Linked DNA regions of Macaca mulatta: region 1 is linked to region 2. Evidence: chromatin contacts called from public Hi-C data. All regions are on one chromosome and are shown on one strand. The core of a region is the stretch at or near the end of the contact, and the rest is flanking DNA. Distances in the headings are between cores, read along the strand shown. Region 1 overlaps SLC12A9 (solute carrier family 12 member 9). Region 2 holds the start of POP7 (POP7 homolog, ribonuclease P/MRP subunit).

Region 1 (3,713 bases), core at 369-2,868, 140 kb before region 2:
CATTTAAAATTGAACCACAGGCCGGGCGCGGTGGCTCAAGCCTGTAATCCCAGCACTTTGGGAGGCCGAGACGGGCGGATCATGAGGTCAGGAGATCGAGACCATCCTGGCTAACACGGTGAAACCCCGTCTCTACTAAAAATACGAAAAGCTAGCCGGGCGAGGTAGCAGGCGCCTGTAGTCCCAGCTACTCAGGAGGCTGAGGCAGGAGAATGGTGTAAACCCTGGAGGCGGAGCTTGCAGTGAGCTGAGATCGTGCCACTGCACTCCAGCCTGGGCAACAGAGCGAGACTCCGTCTCAAATAAATAAATAAATAAATAAATAAATAAATAAATAAAATTGAACCACATGGCTGGGCGCTACAATCCCAAAGCTTTGGGAGGTGGAAGCAAGAGGATCACTTGAGCCCAGGAGTGTGAGACCAGCCTGGGCAACATAACAAGACTGTCTCCACAAAAAAATTTAAAAATTGAAATAAATTTTTTATTATTTATTTATTTATTTATTTATTTTTGAGGTGGAGTCTCGCTCTGTCGCCCAGGCTGGAGTGCAGTGGCCGGATCTCAGCTCACTGCAAGCTCCGCCTCCCGGGCTTACGCCATTCTCTTGCCTCAGCCTCCCGAGTAGCTGGGACTACAGGCGCTCGCCACCACGCCCGGCTAGGTTTTTTTTTTTGCATTTTTTAGTAGAGACGGGGTTTCACTGGGTTAGCCAGGATGGTCTCGATCTCCTGACCTCGTGATCCAGCCGTCTCGGCCTCCCAAAGTGCTGGGATTACAGGCTTGAGCCACCGCGCCCGGCCGAAATAAATTTTTTAAAAAATTAATAGATGAAATAAAATTGGCTGGGCGTGGTGGGTCCCGCCTGCAATCCCAGCACTTTGGAATCACGAGGCAGGCGGATCACCTGAGGTTGGGAATTCAAGACCAGCCTGCCCAACATGGTGAAACCCGTCTCTACTAAAAACAAAAATTAGCTGGGCGGGCGTGGTGGCACACACCTGTAATCCCAGCTACTCTTGAGGCTGAGGCAGGAGAATTGATTGAACTTGGGAGGTGGACGTTGCAGTGAGCCGCGATTGCACCACTGCACTCCAGCCTGGGTAACAAAGTGAGACTCCGTCTCAAAAATAAATACATAAAAATAAAATTAAACCATCGTACCTCCTCCCTTTTTCCTATTTTTTTTCCTCCATAGCACTTAACACCATCTAACTGATATATATTGTTTATGTATCTTGTTCATTGATTGCCTACTCCCAATAGAAAGTTAAGCTCAGGACGAGCTCGGTGGCTCAGGCCTCTAATCCCAACACTTTGGGAGGCCAAGGGTGGAGAATCACTTGAGGTCAGGAGTTCGAGGCTGCAATGAGCTATGATCGTGCCCATGCACTCAGCGTAGGTAACAGAGAGAGATCCTATCTCAAAAACGAAAGGAAGTTAAGCTCTACGAAACAGGAGCTTCAGTTTTCTTCGCTACTGCCCTGCGCCTGGAAAAACCAAACATTCACGGTGGCTGCTGCAACTCTCCAGAATCCGCCCCACTGCACGCCAGCAGTCGGAGGCCTGGGGCGTGCTGCTCTCGTGACTGACTGCCGGGAAGGAAGGATGGCGGCGCCCAAGATGGCTTCAGAGAGAGGGCAACCAACGAGAGGACGCCGGCCCGCCAGAGCGTCCACGCCGCCGCCTTTTCTACGGTTGCGTCCTGGGAAGGCGCGAATTGTGGGGCTGCGTGCGGGTCGTCCCCTCCACCATTTTTTAATGGAAAAAATAATAATTCTCAAAGACGGTTTGGTCCGACCTGCCTCCCCACCTCTTTTCATCCCCAGGATCCCAGGCGTGTAAAAGACGGATTGTGGGACTGGGCGCAGTGACTCATGCCTGTAATCCCAGCGCTTTGCGGGGCCACGGCGAGAGTATCGCTTGAGCCGAGAGGTTCGAGACCAGCCTGGGCAACATAGCGAGCCCGTATCTCTATTTTTAAAAATCGTGTATAGAAATAGAGGAGATTGTGGGATTCAGTATCAGAGATTCTCTCCCTTGGTGTCAACGCCCCTGTCAACCTATTAGGTGACCTCAGAGTGGCCCCCCAGCCCTCACTTATAGGGATCCCCGATCCTGGAACACACACATGCCCCATCTGCTCTGAGGGGACAAGGAGATCCAATGGCACTCTCAGAGTTAGGCCTTAAATGCTAATTTCCTGGAGATCCGCCCACTTCACCCCCACCCTCCCCCACCCCATTCCTGCTGTAAACTCCCCAGGATTAAGTCTGGTGAATCTGGGCCGCCTCCCCCAGGTCCCAGGGGCAGATGAGCCCTTGGCCACCGCCCCTCCAATTTCCTGCAGACCCAGCAAACAAAAGACTCTCGGGAAGAGAGGCGAGCTGAGCTGGGCGCCTTTCCTGCAAGAACAGCTGATGGGGCAAAACGGCCCAGGAGTGAGCCGAGGGGAGGGATGAAATTCCAGGGTTCCTAGAGGGCAGCAGTGCGAGGCCGGACCCCTGGATCCTGGGGAGGGAGGGTATCCGGGCAGCAGCTGGATGTGGAAGGCTCTGGCCAGACAGGTTGCCGGGCTGTGGCGCATGGGGTGATGTCAGCCTTAGGGAATGGAGGGGGGGTGGGTTCTCTGAGGTTCAGGTGCGCTCTCTAGTCCCCAGGCTGGAAGAGTGGGGGCTGGGAGAGGCCTGAGGCCCTGCGTCATCTCCTCTGGGGCTCGGCCTACCTTCCCCTGGCCCGACCTGCTACCCTCGGTGCTGGCTCCACCCGGCCTGGCTTCCTGCTCCTCCCCACACAGACCTTTCTGTGCCAAGCTCCCCTAACCAGCCCAAGAGCTTCTTGTCCCTTCCGGACCCTGGTATCCTAGCCTCCAGCCACAAATAGTCCTTCTTACTTTCCCTCCTAGAGCCAGCCTCCTGCCTCCCCCTGCCCCTATTCCCAGCCAGGACACAATAGTCAGGGAAGGGGCCACAGTGTAGTCTAGTGGGTGCAGGGATGCTGGCATGGGGGGGCTTGGCCTCATATCCTGCCAGGCTGTCAGGGGAAGAGAGGAAACAAAAGACTTCCCCCTACTGGGACAATGAGCCTCCCACTACCTCTCCCCAACCCTCCCACTCCCGCCTACCTTTCCACTTCCCTCCCTGAACAGCCGTTCTTAGCTCTGGCCCTAGCCCCTTAGCCTCTCTCTCCTCCACCTCCATGCCCTCTAGCATCCCTGGCCTCTGCTGAAAGCTCTGCTCTTCTCCTCTCATTCCTATCAGCTCACTGATGCTCACTGCCATTTCTAGCTATTTCTCTCAGCCTCTTGCTGTTCCAACAGCACTCAAGAGCCCTTCCTCTATCCCCAGCACTGAGGCGGGGAGCAGGATGGGAAAGTCTGCATGAAATGTTAAAGGGTCAATCACACCCTTTTGTGTGTGTGTGTGTGTGTGTGTGTGTGTGTGTGTGTGTGTTTGAGACAGAATGTCGCTCTGTCACCCAGGCTGGAGTGCAGTGGTGCAATCTCGGCTCACTGCAACCTCTGCCTCCCTGGTTCAAGCAATTCTCCTGCCTCAGTCTCCCAAGTAGCTGGAACTACAGGTGTGCACCACCACACTCAACTAATTTTTGTATTTTTAGTAGAGACAGGGTTTTGCTATGTTGGCAAGAATGGTCTCGATCTCTTGACCTCGGGATCTGCCTGCCTTGGCCTACCAAAGTGCTGGGATCACAGG
Region 2 (3,519 bases), core at 145-2,644:
ATCCGAGTCAGTGGCTCCCGTGTATCAGTCTCCGGCTCCAGCTCATCAACAAGCTCCACGGTGGAGGTATTGGCAGCCACCTGCAAGGACCCGAAGCTGCCCGCCTGCAGCTGCAGCGCGATGTTGATGGCGCGGTTGATGGCCAGGCCCAAGCCGTGAATGTAGATCTCAGAGCACGCGTTCTGACCCCGGGCCCCTCCGTCCAGCAGCTTCTGGCAGCGTGCCAGCTGGGCCTTAAAGTCAGTCTTCATGTTGACATAAATGTCATTGGGCCTCCGGGGAAGGCGGTTGGGAAGCCTTTTCCTAAGGGTGTACTCCACCGGATCCAGTTCAGCCTCCACGGTACCTCGGGGCTCACGGTTTTCTGCCATGCTGTGTGCCCTGGCATGGGAAAGGGACGAGATCAGAGGGATCACAGTGACCTCGAAGCCTTTCCTACCCCTTTTCCTGTACAAAGGGTGCACCTGGCCCGGCAGTGGCTCACGCCTGTAACCTCAGCACTTTGGGAGGCCGAGGCGGGAGGATCACTGGAACCCGCGTGTTTGATACCAGCCTGGGCAACACAGCAAGACCCTGTCTTAAGAAAATTTTTTTCAATTACCCGGGCCGAGGCGGGAGGATCGCTTGAGATCGGGAGTTCGAGGCTACAGTGAGCCGGGATCGCGCCACTGCACTCTAGCCTGGTAAACAGAGTAAGCCGCTGTCTGAAACAAATACAAAAACAAAAGGTGCGCCGGGCGCGGTGGCTCACGCCTGTAATCCCAGCACTTTGGGAGGCCGAGGCGGGCGGATCACAAGGTCAGGAGATCGAGACCACGGTGAAACCCCGTCTCTACTAAAAATAGAAAAAATTAGCCGGGCGCAGTTGTGGGCGCCTGTAGTCCCAGCTACTCGGGAGGCTGAGGCAGGAGAATGGCGTGAACCCGGGAGGCGGAGCTTGCAGTGAGCCGAGATCGCGCCACTGCACTCCAGCCTGGGCGACAGAGCGAGACTCCGTCTCAAAAAAAAAAAAAAAAAAAAAAAAAAAAAAAAAAAAAAAACAAAAGGTGCACCCGAGAGGGGACACACTCGACATCCCTGTTTCCTTCCGGCCCCTTGTCCCCTCCTACCCACCTCCAGATCCCGCGTCTCCCCCAACCTCGCGCCTCTCCGCCGCCCCTCCCGTGCTCACTCTCTTCGCTCCACAGAGCCTTCCAGGCGCGCGAGGCCCGCTCCTCGCCAGGTCACTGAAGGGTTCGCCGGCCAGCCCAAGTAACCGCGACCCCAGGTCCCAGGGAAAGAAGGATGGGGGCGCAACCAACCCGCCGGCTCGTGGGCACCCTGCCAGCGCCGCTGTCCTGAACGGGCTGCGGAGTGCGCACGCGCGCCCGCACCCCGCGAACCACGAATCTCCTTCCCGGCTTCCGTTCACCCCGCCCCTTCCCTGAGGGCAAGTGCGACTGCGCGAGGCATTTGAGTAACGCGAGACTTCCGGGACTGACGGGATCTACCACGTGTACGCCTCGGGGACTGGCGGGCGGCCGAGGGCGGGGACCAGGTCCAAGCAGGGGAGGTGCTAGAAGGGGCAGGGTCGGCCTCCTTAGGGCTGGCGGAGGGGTAGTGTAGGGGAGACACCTGGAGGGGAGGCCGTTCTAGGGGCGGGGTTCTTCCCCATGGGAGCAGGGAGGGGGTCGAGTTCAGGAGACCGCGGTCGCCAAGAGGCCTGAACTCCGCGTTCGTCGCAGCTCCTCTAGTCAGAAGAGGCCTGAGCAGGGCTGGAAGAACTGACCCCCTAGTCTAATGTCCCTGTGGCCCGAGGACCGAGGGGGGAACTGAGGGACGTAGCCGGTCCCCACCTCGCCGGAGGACAGCGTCCCGGGACTCCCCTGCAGTTCACGGGAAGCTGTCCGCCTCCTGTCTGTGCTGGGGACCCACGCTGTGGGCCCTAAGCCCAGGCTTCACGGGTCCCCAAGGAACGCTAACCCACACACGCCCCTCAACCATTTCCCACCAGCTCTGCGGCCCGCGACCCCTTAACAGGGACTTGTCGCCCCCTGGTGGGCAAGGTGGGGAGGACGCGCGCCGTATTCGTGGCTCTCCAGGCCAGTGGAGTGGGGGCTCTGCCCAGACTGGATGATTTCTACAGAGTTCCCTTCTGAAATGAGTAGGACCTGCTGCATCCTTTGGGGACCTTGAACTACTCTGTTTGCCCAGCATTCAAATGGGGATGTTCACAACAGCTCCCCCACCATATTGCACATGCATTTTGTTGAATGGCTAGCTGTATAGCTTCTGACTATAAACTTGCATTTATTTATTTTTGAGAGAGGGTCTCACTTTGTGGCCCAGGCTGGACTGCAGTGGTGTGATCTCAGCTCACTGCAACCTCTGCCTACCAGGTTCAAGCGATTCTTGTGCCTCAGCCTCTTGAGTAGCTGGGATTACAGGCGCACGCCACAGCACCTGGCCAATTTGTTAAATTTTTTTGAGACAGGGCCTTACTCTGTCACCCAGGCTGGAGTGCAGTGGCGTGAACACGGCTCACTGCAGCCCTGAATTCCTGGGCTCAAGCGATCATCCTGTGTCAGCTTCCTGTGTAGCTGGGACCACAGGTGTGCGCCACAACGCACAGCTGAGTTTTAAAAATTTTTTTGTAGAGATGGAGTCTCACTTTGTGGCCCCGGCTCGTTTTGAACTCCTAAGTTCAAGCGATCCTCCCACCCTGGCCTCCCAAAGTGCTGGGATTACAGGTGTGAGCCACTGGGCTTAACTCAGCCTAAACTTGTCTTTTATTTTTATTTTTTTTAAAGACAGGGTTTCAGTCTGTTGCCTAGGCTGAAGTGCAGTGGTGTGATCACAGCTCACTGCAACTTCCGCCTACCAGGTTCAAGAGATTTTTGTGCCTTAGCCTCCTGGGTAGCTGGGATTACAGGCACACGCCACTGCACCTGGCCAATTTACTTCATTTTTTTGAGACAGGGTCCTCCTCTGTCACCCAGGCTGGAATGCAGTGGCATGAACATGGCTGAGTGCAGCCCTGAACTCCTGGGCTCAAGCCATCATCCTGTGTCAGCTTCCTGTGTAGCTGGGACCACAGGTGTGTGCCACAATGCACAGCTAATTTTTTAATTTTTTTGTAGAGATGGAGTCTCACTTTGTGGCCCAGGCTGGTTTCAAACTCCTGGGCTCAAGCAATCCTCCCACCTTGGCCTCCCAAAGTGCTGGGATTACAGGTGTGAGCCACTGTGCTCAGCCTAAACTTGTCTTTTTTTTTTTTTTTTTTTTTTTGAGACAGGGTCTCAGTCTGTTGCCCAGGCTGGAGTGCAGTGGTGTGATCATAGCTCACTGCAGCCTCAACCTCCTGGGCTCAAGCAATCCTCCTGCCCCAGCCACCTGAATAGCTAGGACTACAGGCATGCGCCAGTATGTAAAGTTGTATTTTAGAAGTTAATCCTTGGTATTGAAATTTTCGAAATGTTCACATAATTGTTGGGACTGATTCATTCCTCCACACATGATGCGCCTCCTCTCTCCCATATC

What was found. Hi-C and Micro-C count contacts between places; a contact is called where the count stands out from the background.
Region 1: a contact with region 2 is called in a Hi-C map of cortical neurons, with 4 times the contacts expected there. The contact joins the enhancer-like site here to the promoter of POP7 in region 2. A contact is called at or near these places in 4 of 14 Hi-C or Micro-C datasets (cortical neurons, fetal cortex germinal zone, fetal cortical plate and 1 more).

The regions. Positions count from the first base shown.
Region 1 is chr3:48,050,801-48,054,513 of T2T-MMU8v2.0, reverse strand. All of the region lies in intron 1 of SLC12A9 (solute carrier family 12 member 9), which reads right to left. Among named protein-coding and RNA genes, the nearest start is that of EPHB4, 10 kb to the right of the region's middle. Within about 2 kb of position 1,618, at least 32 of the 40 cell types and tissues checked have an H3K27ac peak or open chromatin away from gene starts, as enhancers often do. A contact at or near this core is called in cortical neurons, fetal cortex germinal zone, fetal cortical plate and 1 more, where this site is marked.
Region 2 is chr3:47,915,636-47,919,154 of T2T-MMU8v2.0, reverse strand. It overlaps POP7 (POP7 homolog, ribonuclease P/MRP subunit), which reads right to left and starts at 1,394. Exons shown (of 2, transcript NM_001261725.2): 1 at 1,172-1,394; 2 at 1-381. The coding sequence starts at 371.